Regions from separate parts of the Neogale vison genome. Here region 2 is linked to region 1. Evidence: chromatin contacts called from public Hi-C data. All regions are on one chromosome and are shown on one strand. Each heading gives the region's core, a stretch centred on a gene start, on an enhancer-like site or on the middle of the called end of the contact. The rest is flanking DNA. Distances are from core to core; before and after follow the strand shown. Region 1 holds the start of IRX5 (iroquois-class homeodomain protein IRX-5). Region 2 holds the start of IRX3 (iroquois-class homeodomain protein IRX-3).

Region 1 (6,798 bases), core at 4,094-6,593:
ACAAAATAAAATACGATCATCTCATGTATATTTAATCACTCACACTTCCAGCTTTGAAACCATTTTCCCTGCGTGAATTTTCTCACTAATTTAAACTCTTAAATCGACTGCTGTTCGCAAAAACATCTGGACAATGCAGTTTGCAAACTTGTTTAAATTCGAGTAAGCGAATGGAGTCCCGTCGCAAGTTTAAAAAAAAAAAAAGCAAAAGTTAAAACTTCGATGAAAGTATGGGGTGTGTCTAAAAAAACAAGTAGGGTTAAAGTAATCTTGAGTAGAAATGCAAATATGTGCATTCTGATTTAGGCTAATTAAACCGGTGTTATGTGCAAACACATTCACTCTCCACTCAAGCTTGGGTTTAATAGAGCAAATTAATTCCCCTGGCTAGAGTATGTTTTTGCGGTAAACCCTCCCCTCCCCCGACCACCGAAAATTTCCCACGAAGTAAAACACGTCCTCTGTTCCACCTCTCCGACGCAAAATGGAGACGCGAACACGGACACTGTTGGCGGGCCTCGGGCACAGGGCGGTGTCTTTTCCCCATTTGGGATTGAGACTCATCCTGATTTTTCATTTTGAGATGAAACATGCGGGATTAAAACTAGAAAATAACCCCCCCCCAATACTTTTGTTACTACTTAGACTTTCGAATCAGAGACAGGAAAAGTGCTAACGCGACGACAAGCCTGATCGAGTCCTCAACAGCCTCATTATCTAGGCAAATGTCTTCGAACTTTTGAAGGCCACTTGTCCAAAAAGGGGCGCGTGCAGGAGCGGGGGCTGGGGGCACCCTCCAGTTCGTTCGGGGCTCCCCTCACTGCCCCCAAGCGACTGTGGCTCTCCATCCCCCACTTCCGCCCACTCTTTCCAATGTCCGACTCTGCATAGTGCAGGCTTGTATTTCAGGACAAGTGTGACACCTACCTGTGAAAGGGGGGAACCGTCCCCTAGCCAGTCCCGCGGCCGCGGTCTCGTGGCTGCGCGGGGATCTACGGGGCTGCCTACCACCCGCACTGTCGCGGCTGGAACATTTACTAATTTAATCAAATCCAACGAAGAGATCAATGCCCAATTTTAAAGGGGTAGGGAAAACAGTGACTTGGGAAAGCCTTCTCCTTGGCATCCCCTAACGCTCCCCGCCCGCATTAGCCCACAGCACCTTTGAAATAGTAATAAGGGCTAAATCCGGCATAAAATCGAACTCATTAGCAAAGTTCACCAGCTGATTGCTTTGCATAAAACACGACACTGATTGGAAGTAATTAGGTTAAGCGATGGTGCTCGGGTGGTGCGTGTCTCTAGCAGGCTTTACCATCTCTTCTCCCTTCTGGGCACACACTTGGGTCTCTCTGCTCCTTCCTCCAGGGTCCAATCTCCCCCAAGCAGCCTGCATCAGGGATCCAAATCTGCATTCCCAGCAGGGCCAGGGTCCCCGGGGCCTGCCGCCTAATTATGGCTTCCCCCTGGCACACTGAGGTTCTGTGGAACCTTTCATTCCTCACTTGGGGGGAAAAAAAAAGAAGAAGAAAGAAAGAAAGAAAGAAAAGAAAAAAAAAAGAAAGAAAGAAAGTTGCAGTTTCCACCTTTTGTCCAAGGCGATGGACAGTTTATTGAGGCTTCTAAAAAGTAATGAGTGGCTCTGATTATGTTAAAATCTCTTTTAATTAAATATTTTGCATTTTACAAAGGCGGCTGCAGTTTCTTTTACTTTTTAAATCTAAGAGTATAACCTGTTTCCTTTCTGTAATAATACTTTAGCTCATACCCAGAAAAATCAATAGGTGTAAAAAATTAAATTAAACTTGTATTTTTAAACTATGAAACAGTTTCGGGGGAAACACAAATGTATATATTTATATTACAAAAAAAACATTAAATGCCTGTACAGGTGTCTTAATTTCATAATTTACTTCAAAGATATTGAATTATCAATTTAAATACAAAAATGCTACATTAAATATACAGAATAAGATTTAATACAAATCCTTTTTTAAATTTTTTTCTTTTCGGTTGGTTAAGACATTTTTGTGTGGGGAGATGTTTACATGGGTATGTCATCCATCTCCATGAACTATAAACTTTTTAATAGGAGGGGTAGTTTTGTTTTTCTCTCTTGTTGATGGAAAAATAACTGCCAAGGCCATGTTTTTTAATAAATTAGGAAAGTCCGGGACCGACGCAGCCCGCGTTAAATGTCGGACATACCTTTCTTCAATTCATAGGGAGAGTCTTTGCACAGGTCTAGCTGAGACTGGCTCCGCAACATTTTCGGGTCTTTAGCCAAAGCGTCCGCTCGGTTCAACACGGTCTGGTTTAATCCATTGAAATGCGAGCCCGGACCGGTTGTGGGGCCTGGCCCTGGCCCTGGGTGGCCGTGAAGGTGTCCAAAGGAGCCATAGTTCGTGTAGCCGGGATAGAAGGGCGCCGTGTAGTAGAGAGGCCGGGACAGCACCGTCCCTCCTGGAAAGGGGCACTGCGCCGAGGGCGAGCGCGATGGCGCCGGGGCCGGCGATGCGCGGCTGCCTCCTAAGGCTTGCCCCGCTACCGGCCCAGGACACGGTGGGCATGGAGAGCCTTCGCTCCCGCTGCCCCCGTCCTTGACTTTGTCCGAGGATGTGGCGATCTCTGCCAGAGACCACAGTTTGGGCTTGGCGAGCACCGCCTGTGGCGGCGGTGGTGGCGGAGAGTGTATGACCGAGGGCCCGCCGGGACCGGGGGGCAGCTCTCCCGCGGCTGGGTGCGGGCCCGGAGCCGGCGCGCCGGAGGGGTAGTGAGGGGCCGGGTCCTCGGCCAACCGCGCTGCCGCTGGCCCCGCCGGGGAAGGCCCTCCCGCGCGGGGGGGCCCGGGCAGCGCGTCCAGACGGCCCTCGGATGTGGGCTCCTTAAAATCCGAGTCGCTGAGGCTGCCCTCCGTCTCCTTGCCGGCGGGGCTGGGCGGCCCCTGCAGCCGTTCGCAGCCCGAAGCCGCCTTCTGCTCCGCTCCTCCTGCGGGCGAAACCCCAGGCCGTCAGGGGCGCGGAGGCCGCGCGGTGGGGCCCAGGTCCCTGCCCGCAAAGGCAGTGACCCTAGCCCCCAACCTCCAGGCCCCCCTTTTCCTTCTTACTCCCTCTCCAACACACCCTTTCCCACGTCCACCAACCTGCTTCAGGGCCCTCGGAGTCGCCCTTGTCCTCTGGCTTCTGGGGCTCATCCTCGTCGTTTTTCTCCAGATCAATGTTCTCCTCCTCCTCCTCGTCCTCGCTGCGGTTCCGCGGCGTCCACGTCATCTTGTTCTCCTTCTTGAGGCGCCGGCGCGCGTTGGCGAACCAGGTGGACACCTGGGTGAGGGTCATCTTGGTGATGATGGCCAGCATGATCTTCTCGCCCTTGGTGGGGTAGGGGTTCTTGCGGTGTTCGTTGAGCCAGGCCTTGAGCGTGGCGGTGGCGTCTCGCGTGGCGTTCTTCCGGTACGCGGGGTCCCCGTAGGGGTATGAGCCCAGGGGCGCCGCGTAGGGGTGGTACCCTAGGGAACCTGCCATTCCCGGCGTATGATCGTAGGGAGAGCCCTGCAAGGAACAGGCAAAGAGAGGGTGAGAGCGGGCCGTGGTCCCCAGGACCACCTAGACGACCGAAGCACGTTTTCCCTGCGCCCAGGGGTCCGCGAGCTGCGAGGCCCAAACTCCGACTTCCCATGGGGTAGGGCTGGCGGGCTCAGACCCAGGGGCAACTCTTCCTCCTCCTCCGCTTCCGTAGGGAGCGGGGTGGGGGGGCACCAACTCCTGATTCCCATCCTTTGGGGACGCTTGAAGCCGTCCTGGCCTCAGCCGCACCCAGTAGGCCCGCGTCTGCCGGGGCAAGTCCGCCCCCTCCATGCGCAGATCGGGCCCCCTTGGCCAGGCCCTCCACCCAGATGGAGGCCTGGGCAGCGGCGGCGACTCGGCACTTAGTGCCCTGATGGCTGCACGTTAAGGTTCAAGGGGAGAGAGCAAGGGAAGTCAAGGCATTTTTCCCCCCAAAGAGGAAGGCAAAGGAAAAGCTAAGCCTTGCCCGGGCACTCTCACCCCCCCAAAAATGTTACCCCAAACCGAAGCCACGGCATTTTTCCAGAAAGTGCACCCGGCCGAAAAATCCCGGATGCACCGCAGCTCGGCCGACTTTTCAGAAATCTAATACCTCCAAATCGGATTGCGAAGATAGGATTACGGATTTGCAACATTTTGGAGGACTAATTAAAGGCGAGGCCAAACACATTTACATTGACTTAGCGCGCTTCTGCTCTGATTTCTGGTCCGTTTCTTTTGAACTACTTTTCCAAAATGGCAAAACCATTAAAATAAAATAAAATAAAACCTGCAGGGCGGCCTGGAGCTCATGTTTGAACCGGACGCTGCTCTTTAATTGCAGCGACCTCTCCCCAAAAAACCCTCTCCGCCCGCTCAGAGCCCCAAGCAGGACGCGGCTCTGCCCTCCGAGCAACTCCTGAGCCCGAGGCCCGGGAGAAGCCGCGCGAGACAGTCGCCCAAGTTTGCAGGGGCCGCGAAGCTTGGCGGGGGCGGTCGCGGTGGCGCCAGGGCCTGTGTCCTCCGCAGCCCCCGCCCGCCCCGTGCGGCCCCAGCTGCCCTTGCCCGCCGCGGCACCCGCTCACTCACCACGTACGAAGAGAAGGCGGCGGCGGCGGCAGCCGCGGGGTCGGCACCGTACTGGAGGTGCGAGTTGTAGCCCGGCGAGGGCGCCGTGAAGGCGGTGGAGCCGGCGTAGGGCGAGAATGCGGAGCCCGACGACGAGCGGCCGAGCTCATCCGTGCGGGGCCCCGAGATGACGCTGGTGCTGTATGCCGGGCACGAGTAGAGCGCCAGAGAGGCGGACGGCTGGTACAAGTAGCCCTGCGGGTAGGACATGGCCACACACGGGCATGGGGCGCGCCGCGCCGCGGCCGCCAACGAGCCGGGCGGCGCCCTGCGAGGGCGAGCGGGCGGGCACCTGGCCTCCGGCTGCCCCCGGCTGCCGCTTCTCGGGCCCCGGCTCCCGGGCTCCGGCCCGCGGCGCCTCCTCGCTGGCTTCCCGCGCGCCTCCGGCTGCGACTGCCGAGCCCTCTCCTCTGCGCGCCTTGCTCGCCCCGGCTGGGTTTCTCCCCCCTCCCTTGCAGCTTTCTCTTTTTCCCCCTCGCTCTTTGCACTGGGGGGCTCTGCTTTTGGCTTCGCAAAGGTCCTGCCAAGATGCTAAGTTGGAAATTGAGGATTCTGACGCCTTGTGCGCGCCTGAAGCTCCTCCTTCCCGGGGTGTAGTCGGTGGGAGGACTGGCAGGAACCTCTGGGCGGCCGCAGCCAACCCGGCCGTCAGGCGCGCCTCGCCCTCTCCCTCTTCCTCCCCGGCTCCCTCTCCCGCTCGCTGGCGCTCCCCTCGCCCCTCCCTCGCGCCCGCCTCTCCTCCGCGGCCCTCCTCTCCACCCTCCTCTTTTTCTCCCCCCACCCCCCCTTCTCTCCCGGGTCTCTCTCCCTCTCTCTCTTTCTCAGACTCTCGAGCGCCGGCCCCAGGATGACAATCACATCCCAGGCGCGCCGATCTCTTCCAACTTTCCTTCCCTGCTAAGTCGGGGTAGAGTGCGGTTCCGACATAAGGCAGGCCCTGGTGGCGGGTCCGGTCGATCCGAAGCACAAAGGCAGCGAGGCGGCGGGCTGGGCGCGGGCGAGCGCTCTGCTCTGTGCTTGCCACAGTAAACCGCGGAGTTAGCGGATTTCTTGTTCCGCAAGAGGCTGGGCTCCCAAGCGGACCGTCACCTACCCGCCCCTGGCTTCTCCCCCAAGCCAGGGAGCCGGAGAGCGAGTTGGAGACCTGGAATGAAGGTCCCTGGAAGAGACGGAGGGATGCCCTCGTCCGGGGCGCGGGAAGGCCGAGATGACTGTCCCTCTCCGCCAGCAGCAGCAGGTGGGCGAGAGACAGGCCTTGGACATCTGCACGTCTCCGGCCTCCTTCCACCAACTCCCCGCCAAACGACAAGGAAGGGGGAGGGCCGGGATTACGGGGGAGAGCCTTTCTCTAGAGGAGAGGTAATGGGCAAGAGCTGCCACATGAAGAAGCAGCTGTACCAGAGTAGGTCCACGGACCCCACTACACCCCATCTGGCCCCCACCATGCCTCGCCGCCTCTTCCTCGGGCTTTCCATCTACAGCTCCCTCTGCCTGGCCGGTGGTGATGGTGGAGGGTGCGGGTCCCCTTCCCCTTAGCACGCACTTTAGCACCCGCCCACGCTCCATTGCAAACACTCGGCTTTGCCCAACCCAACCACTGTTTGTTCAGCGAGGCGCTGGCAAGGCAAACACACACAACTGAGTCACAGGCAGAGCCCTTGCCCACGACGGCCACACAGAATACAAAACAGACCCCCTGCCTGTCTCTCCATCCCGCGCCGCCACAAGCCAGACGCACTCGAACTCTGGGACAGACAGGGGCGCTGGTGAACCAAAACAGGGCTGGCACAGTGTTGGGCACTCCACTGGAGCTCGGTATATCACGGACTTCGTGACCTTACATAAAACTGGGGCACACGCAGGCCGAAAGACAACCACACAGTTCCCCGCAAGGACTTTGACAAGCAAGATACACTTTATTTACGGAGCTCCAGGCCCCTCACACTGACCCACTGAAGTAAACTCGGACGCGCTCCGCTGCAGGACTTCACGCAGGCGCGCTAACTCCTCCCCACCCTCAGCTTCGCCCCCCCCCCACGCTCCGCCCCTCAAGCAGACATTCGGCAATGTCTCTGTCAGCCCCGCCCTGTCCCTCCTTGCCTCCATCTCTAATTGGGCCCTGGCCTCC
Region 2 (6,975 bases), core at 1,437-3,936, 540 kb after region 1:
GGACAGAAGACCGGCCTCGGCGGGGAGACCTAGGGCTGCAGCGGCGCCCCCCGACGGGGACGCTAGCGCACCGTGAGGTTGGGCGAGGAGAGGGCAGAAAGGGGGCCTGGTGGCTAGCGGCTCGCGTGCAGTGCTTGGCGCTGCCCCTGAACCTGGCGGGCCGCCGGCTCTGGGCAGACGTCTGGCCGAGCGGCACCAGGTGCGAGTCCAGCGAGCGCTGCTGTGTGCACCAAACGTGTGCTATGGTCACCCTCTCCGTACACTGACACACTCGGGGCCGCGTAGAGAGAGCGTCTACAGCAAGCCTCCGAAGCGTTGTGTGTGCGCTGGGGACGTTGGAAGAAGGAGAAAAGACGGAGAAGCTTTTGTGTGCGGCGCGTTTTTGCGCGCATGACTTTTCCAAATCAACTTCCCGTGCACCTGCTTCTCCTCCCTGTGTGAGTGTCAAACTCTGACGTCCTCCCTTGGATTAGAAATCTCTGGAAATGGTTCGGCTGTCCTCGAACTCGAGAGTGCAGTCCGGGGCCGGGCTCTACTGGCCCGGTCGAGTTGCGGAGCTAGTGCCACGTCGGGGCTTGGCCGCCTAGTCCCGAAGTAAAGCGCGGACCTCCCGGGCCAGGGCTGATCTCTGCGGGACGCTAGGGTAGCGGAAAGGCCGCTTCTGCTCGGGACCCGGGACGCCGGGCGGGACCTGATTAATCGAGGTTCTTGGGTACGCGAATGGGTTTGGCGGTTCTCCTTTTGGGTCATGGGAGCCCTCGGACCTGCGTGGTTGGTTCACAGAGAACCACCTCGCCCCTTCCCTGGCCTCTTTCCCACCTCATGCAGCTCGATGCAGCCAGGTCGATAGCTGGTTAATGCGGAGGAAGCATCTCCCCGGCTTATGGTTTTGTCTTTTCCTTCAGGAAGAGCTGAGTTTTAAAAAGTGAGCGTTTCATCCGGGCATTTACAGCGCACCCCACAGTCTCCCCACCTCGGCATCTGGCTCTTGGCTCTCTGCGTTCCCGTGCCACCATTTGGTGCAAACTCTGGGGTTCAGGGCCGTCGAGGCTCGAGGTCGGACACCTAGGAAGCACTCTGGGAAATAATGGTACCCTCAATTTTGTAACCCCTGGATTTTCCGTGAGAAGGGGACCCCATGATTCCCGAAGCCACTTGGCTGAGAGGTTTAACTGGAAACGAAATCAGGCGCCGGGGAAACATTTCAAAGCCACAGCTTCCCCTGATATCATCTCCTCTGGGGAGACTCCAACTGCGGCCAAGGCCAGGTATCAGGCAGAATAGCAGGTGGGGAAGGGATATGGGTAAGACCTCGCCCGAATGTGAGAAGGCCGCACCGTCAGTTTCCCCAATCAACACAAAAACTGGTGGCCCCCAAACTTTCTCTTGTCTCCACCCCGCGCACACACACACACACACTCACACACCCCGCAATTTTTCTCTGGAGCCGCTGCCCTGTGCGAAGACGGGTGAAAGGAGACGGGGTGTGAGGGGTGGGGTCAAAACTGGCAGTTCATTCCTGAACTGGACCTGCCCAGAGCTGCTTAGACTGGAGAGACAGGCGGTCCGAGGCTCTCCGATCCCTCCGCTCTGGTGGAATTCGGATTCAATCCCTCTATCAATCAGCGCGCGGCGGCCAGTTTCCGCCTCACAGCCGGGGCTGGCCACTCCATGACCGAGTTACCGCCCCCGTGCTGTCCCTGGGGCGCTACCGCTGCAGGCCTGGCCTGTGTATCTATCGGTCGCCGCCGAGGCCTAAAGCTTTTAGCCCGGAGTCGCTGCGATTCCGGGAATTTCAATCCCGCGGTCGGCTGCACGCCCTAATCCGTGAGGTTGGGCGTTGGGATCCTGGGATTTCAGGTTTGATTGAGGAAATATCCCATAGATAACCAAAAGTCTTGCCTGCCATCCCCACCCGAGACGGTGATGGGATCTCTACAGAAAGAAAACAGTTTGGCACGGTGACCAGGGAGCAGAGGAAGGGGTAGGGAAACGAAGTGTGTCTCCCGACTAAAAATTCCAATATACAAACTTCTCGAAGCGCTCTCGCAAAGTTCCTGGAGCTTCCTCCACCTGGCTCTCTGCTCCTCCGCCTACCCGCTTAGGACGCCGCTAGGCTCCACATCCCAGCATAGGGTTCCCAGGGGGTCCACACTGCAGCCCCTGCCGAGGCAGAGCCCGCCATTTCTAATGAGAGGTTCGCACCCGGACACAGGCGCCGTTAAAGTAGCTGATTTCAGGGTTTGGTGCTCTGGGTAGGGGGCTGCTCGCTCCCCTGGGGAATGAGATGGCCTTTGAAGGCTCCACTAGAACGCACCCCCTCGTCCCTCGTACCACTCCTCTAGCTTCTTCCCTACTCCGCTGAGAGTGGCCTGGCATCTAGAGGTGCAAGCCGAAAAGGGGGCCTGGGCCGAGGAAAGCCCCAGCGCCTACGCTGGACCGAGATCCGGTCCCGACCCAGGCCCGGCGCTGGGGCGGGGAGAGAGGTACCGAGGGCCGGGCAGCGGGGAGGGGCAAGCTGACCCAGTACTAACCCGCGTCCCAGTACCTCCCGCTGCCCCTCCCGGCGCAGGCCGGAGGGGGCGGGCAGGGACTCCGAGCGCCCGGGCTCGCGTCCCCGCCCCGCCCCGCCCAGCGCGCAGTATCCTCCGGGGTGGGCGGCCTCGCCTGGAAGGCGCCCCGGCGATTGGCGACTCGGGAAGGAGACGCGAGGAAAAGTCGAATAAGAGGGCGAGACGTCAGACCCGAGATTTGGGGAAGGGCAGGGGAGGAGGTGAGGGCGGGGACGGACACACAGACACAGGCTCAGACACGGATCCACGGATCCACACCCCCCGCACGGCACCTTAAGTGTCCCCAACTTTAGGCCGCCTGAGCCCAGGGCGCCGCCAAGGCCAGGGGTGGGGGTAGTGGGGGAGTTATGGGAGTAGGCAGAGTGAGATAAAAAGAGGGGAGAAGAAAGAGTGAACTGAGCAGAAAGGGGAGAAGAGAGAAGGAATAGAGAGAACGGAAAAGCAGGAGAGGGAAGAGAGTTTCCGAGAGTCCAGGAGAGTGAAAGAGCCCGAAGGAGCGGAAGCGATCCTAGGGGCAAGAGGAGCGCAGAGAGGGAGGGAAGAGGAAGGGCGAGGAGGGGGAGTGAAAATAGAGGAGGGCGAAGGAAGCGAGGCGCGACACTGCTCGGGGAGAGGAGGGCACTGAGGAGCGAGGCGCGGGCAGAGGCTGCTCCGGCTGGCAAGAGGAGGGAGCGCGGCGCAGAGAGAGGAGGGGCTTGCGGGCCCGTAGAAATGTCAATCAGAGCCCGGAGCCCCGGGAATCTCCGCCAATCTGTTCGGACCTGACCTGGCTCCTCGCCGCCGCCACCGCCGCCGCCGCCGCCGCCGCCGCCGCGGAGCAGATCAATAGGCGAACGCGGAGCGCAGCTCAGCGCGGGAGGCAGCGCGGCCCCAGCCCGGCCCAGCCCCCGATGCGCGCCGGAGCCCGCGGGCGGCGCTGAGCAGGGTGGCCCCGGGGGCCGGGCCCCCTCTCCGTCCGTGCCCCGCGGGCCATCATGTCCTTCCCCCAGCTCGGATACCAGTACATCCGCCCGCTCTACCCACCCGAGCGCCCGGGGGCCGCCAGCGGCGGCGGCAACGCTGGGGCCCGGGGCGGCCCAGGAGCCGGAGCCTCGGAGCTGGCCGCCTCGGGGTCCCTGTCCAACGTGCTCTCCTCTGTGTACGGGGCGCCCTATGCCGCGGCGGCAGCGGCTGCCGCAGCCGCCCAAGGCTACGGTGCCTTTCTGCCCTACGCCGCCGAGCTGCCCATCTTCCCGCAGCTGGTAAGCGCCCAGGGAGCCGGGGTGGGGTGGGGGAGGGCTGGAGAGCTGGGGCGCGGGAAGAGGTGAGCGCGCGGGCGTAGATGAGCGCGGCCCAGGCCGGGAGGGGGAAGGCGGCGACGGCTAGGGCTCACCCGCGCTCCCTCCGCGCGTGTCCCTTCCCTCTCCATGTGCGTACAGGGCGCGCAGTACGAGCTGAAAGACAGCCCGGGGGTGCAGCATCCGGCCGCGGCCGCCGCGTTTCCGCACCCGCACCCGGCCTTCTACCCGTATGGCCAGTACCAGTTCGGGGACCCGTCCCGTCCCAAGAACGCCACCCGGGAAAGCACTAGCACGCTCAAGGCCTGGCTCAACGAGCACCGCAAGAACCCCTACCCCACCAAGGGCGAGAAGATCATGTTGGCCATCATCACCAAGATGACCCTCACCCAGGTGTCCACCTGGTTCGCCAACGCGCGCCGGCGCCTCAAGAAAGAGAACAAGATGACTTGGGCGCCCCGCAGCCGCACCGACGAGGAGGGCAACGCCTACGGGAGCGAGCGCGAGGAGGAAGACGAGGAGGAGGACGAAGAAGACAGCAAACGCGAGCTGGAGCTGGAGGAGGAGGAGCTCGTGGGGGAGGAGGAGGACACGGGGGGCGAGGGCCTGGCGGACGACGACGAGGACGAGGAGATCGATTTGGAGAACTTAGACGGCGCGGCCACGGGGCCTGAGCTCGCCTTGGCTGGGGCGGCGCACAGGGACGGCGACCTCGGCCTGAGACCCATTTCAGACTCCAAGAATAGCGACTCGGACGACAGCTCGGAGGGCCTGGAGGAGCGTCCACTGCCGGTGTTGAGTCTGGCCCCAGCGCCACCGCCGGTGGCCGCGGTTCCGCCTTCTCCACCCTCTCCGCCTGCGGGCCTGGACCCCTGCGCTCCGGCGCCAGCGCCCGCCTCAGCCCTGCAGAAGCCCAAGATCTGGTCCCTGGCCGAGACGGCCACAAGCCCGGACAACCCGCGCCCCTCGCCTCCCGGCGCCGGGGGTTCTCCCCCTGGAGCCGCCGTCGCGCCCCCAGCCCTGCAGCTCTCTCCAGCCGCCGCGGCCGCCGCGGCCCACAGACTCGTCTCGGCGCCTCTGAGCAAGTTCCCCGCTTGGACCAACCGGCCGTTCCCAGGCCCGCCGCCGGGGCCCCGCCCGCACCCGCTCTCCCTGCTCGGCTCGGCCCCTCCACACCTGCTGGGACTTCCCGGAGCCGCGGGCCACCCGGCCGCCGCCGCCGCCGCCTTCGCTCGACCGGCAGAGCCCGAGGGCGGAACAGGTGACTACTGAGCGCTGGGTGCGGAGGGAGGGGGTGGGTTCTGGGGGTCGCCAGGGGGCAGACGGAGATGGGCAGGACCCCGGGGACGCAGGACGCTTACCACCCCGCGCCTGCCTCGAGCGGCCCTGAGTGCTGGAATGGAGCGCTCTAAAGGCCTTCCTTTTTCTTCCCCGCTTCCCTTAGATCGCTGTAGTGCCTTGGAAGTGGAGAAAAAGTTACTCAAGACAGCTTTCCAGCCCGTGCCCAGGCGGTAAGAGACCCCGCGGTAGGGGCAATGGTGGGACAGGCAAGTGGGGGAGGAACGAACGCGGAGGCCCACTCGACTTTCGGCCCCGGGGGAACGCCGCCGGGACGCGCTTTAACAAGTGTACGAACCCCACAGCCCTCCGTAGTCCCCCTGGGCCCACAGCCGGCTTGGCCATCCCAGTCCTGGCACCCGGGCGCGGCCCAGGGTATGGCGCGGTGGGCGCCGGAGCCCGGCCGGGCCAGCAGGCCCCTGGAGTGGGCGGCGGCTCTGGGACGCCCCTTCAGGGGTCTTCCAGCCGAGACCTCGGGTCTGATGCCTTCCTGCCCTTCTGATAGTTAAACCGGAAGCCCAACATCTGCAGCTGGAAGGCAGCTGACACTGAGACACCTCCCAGACCTCCCTGTGGCCTCAGCCCCCGGGTTGGGTCTCCTGGTCCTAGGCAGCGCCGGTGCCTCGCTACTCTTCCTACTACCATTGCTTCTCTCTTCCAGGCCCCAGAACCACCTGGATGCCGCTCTGGTCCTCTCGGCTCTCTCCTCGTCTTAGTACTTATTTTTTAAAAATTTTAAATCGTTGTAATAATTGTAAAAAAAAAAAAAAATTGCTCTGTATAGTTATGACTTGTAAGCATGTCCGTGTATGAATACCTTAAAAAAAAACTAAACAAAAAAAGAAAAAGAAAAAGAAAAAATGAAATAAAGCAAGTCCCCCCTGAGTCCTCCCCAAGTGGCTTCTGTACCCCACATTAGCTGAGTTTGTGAGGGGTTTTTTTTTTTTTTTTGGTTTGGTTGATTTTGGGGGGTGGAGTTTCCGTGAGAATAAGCGTGTCTGACTTTTTTTGTATATACAGCAAAATGTACATATGTGTGAACCAAATTGTACAAGAAAGTATCTATTTTTGGCTAAATAAATGAGCTGTTGCCACTTTGACTATAAGCCGCCTGTCTGACCCCCCCCAATGATGGATCTATTTGGTTTCTGTTTTGTTTTGTTTTATTTTATCCACTCCCCACACCCCCCATGTTTGAAGAGTCGCTGGGATCAGCGGAAAGGGAGAATAAGACCATTTTTTCCGAAGAGAGCAGTGACGGAGGAGACAGAAGTGGTGGGCCTGGGCTCGCCCTTGGAGGTGAGGCAGATGCAGACGTCGGGGGGCGCCCATGGGAAAGGGCAGAGAAGACAGAGGGGAAACCGACACGATGCCCTCCAAGGAGCCTGGGTGATTGGACCCACCCAGCCTGTCCACGGTAGAGCCTACTCTGATAACAAAGCAAAAAGACTCAGAGAAGGGTCTGGAAGCTGAAGGACTAGGGTGGGAAGTTCTCATCACTCCAGCAACCCCATTCTTAGATAGGCACAACTGAGGTTTGCTCAGTCCAAACTCCTTCCAACCTCATTGGGCCCCTAGACTCTTCCTTCTAGATACAAGGGTGTGGGGTGGCGGTGAGTAGGGGGAGGGTATGGAGGAGCCGGCAGCCTAGGGATGCCCATCGTCTCTTCTGGGTGACTGTGCCCAGCCCGAATGGAGAGTTGGGGACCCAGGTCCTGGTAGTATCTGTGCGTCTCGGCACACCAGCGGGTTTTTCCCAAGTGCCCTGGAAGGACAGCTTTCTGGGG

The links. Hi-C and Micro-C count contacts between places; a contact is called where the count stands out from the background.
Region 2: a contact with region 1 is called in a Hi-C map of fibroblasts, with 16 times the contacts expected there. The contact joins the promoter of IRX3 here to the promoter of IRX5 in region 1. A contact is called at or near these places in 2 of 3 Hi-C or Micro-C datasets (fibroblasts and muscle).

What each region holds. Positions count from the first base shown.
Region 1 is chr7:28,480,284-28,487,081 of ASM_NN_V1, forward strand. IRX5 (iroquois-class homeodomain protein IRX-5) reads right to left here and starts at 5,344. Exons shown (of 4, transcript XM_044256128.1): 1 at 4,632-5,344; 2 at 3,143-3,548; 3 at 2,209-2,988. The coding sequence starts at 4,880.
Region 2 is chr7:29,020,833-29,027,807 of ASM_NN_V1, forward strand. It overlaps IRX3 (iroquois-class homeodomain protein IRX-3), which reads left to right and starts at 2,687. Exons shown (of 4, transcript XM_044256131.1): 1 at 2,687-3,814; 2 at 3,992-5,111; 3 at 5,295-5,361; 4 at 5,850-6,288. The coding sequence starts at 3,548. The coding sequence ends at 5,904.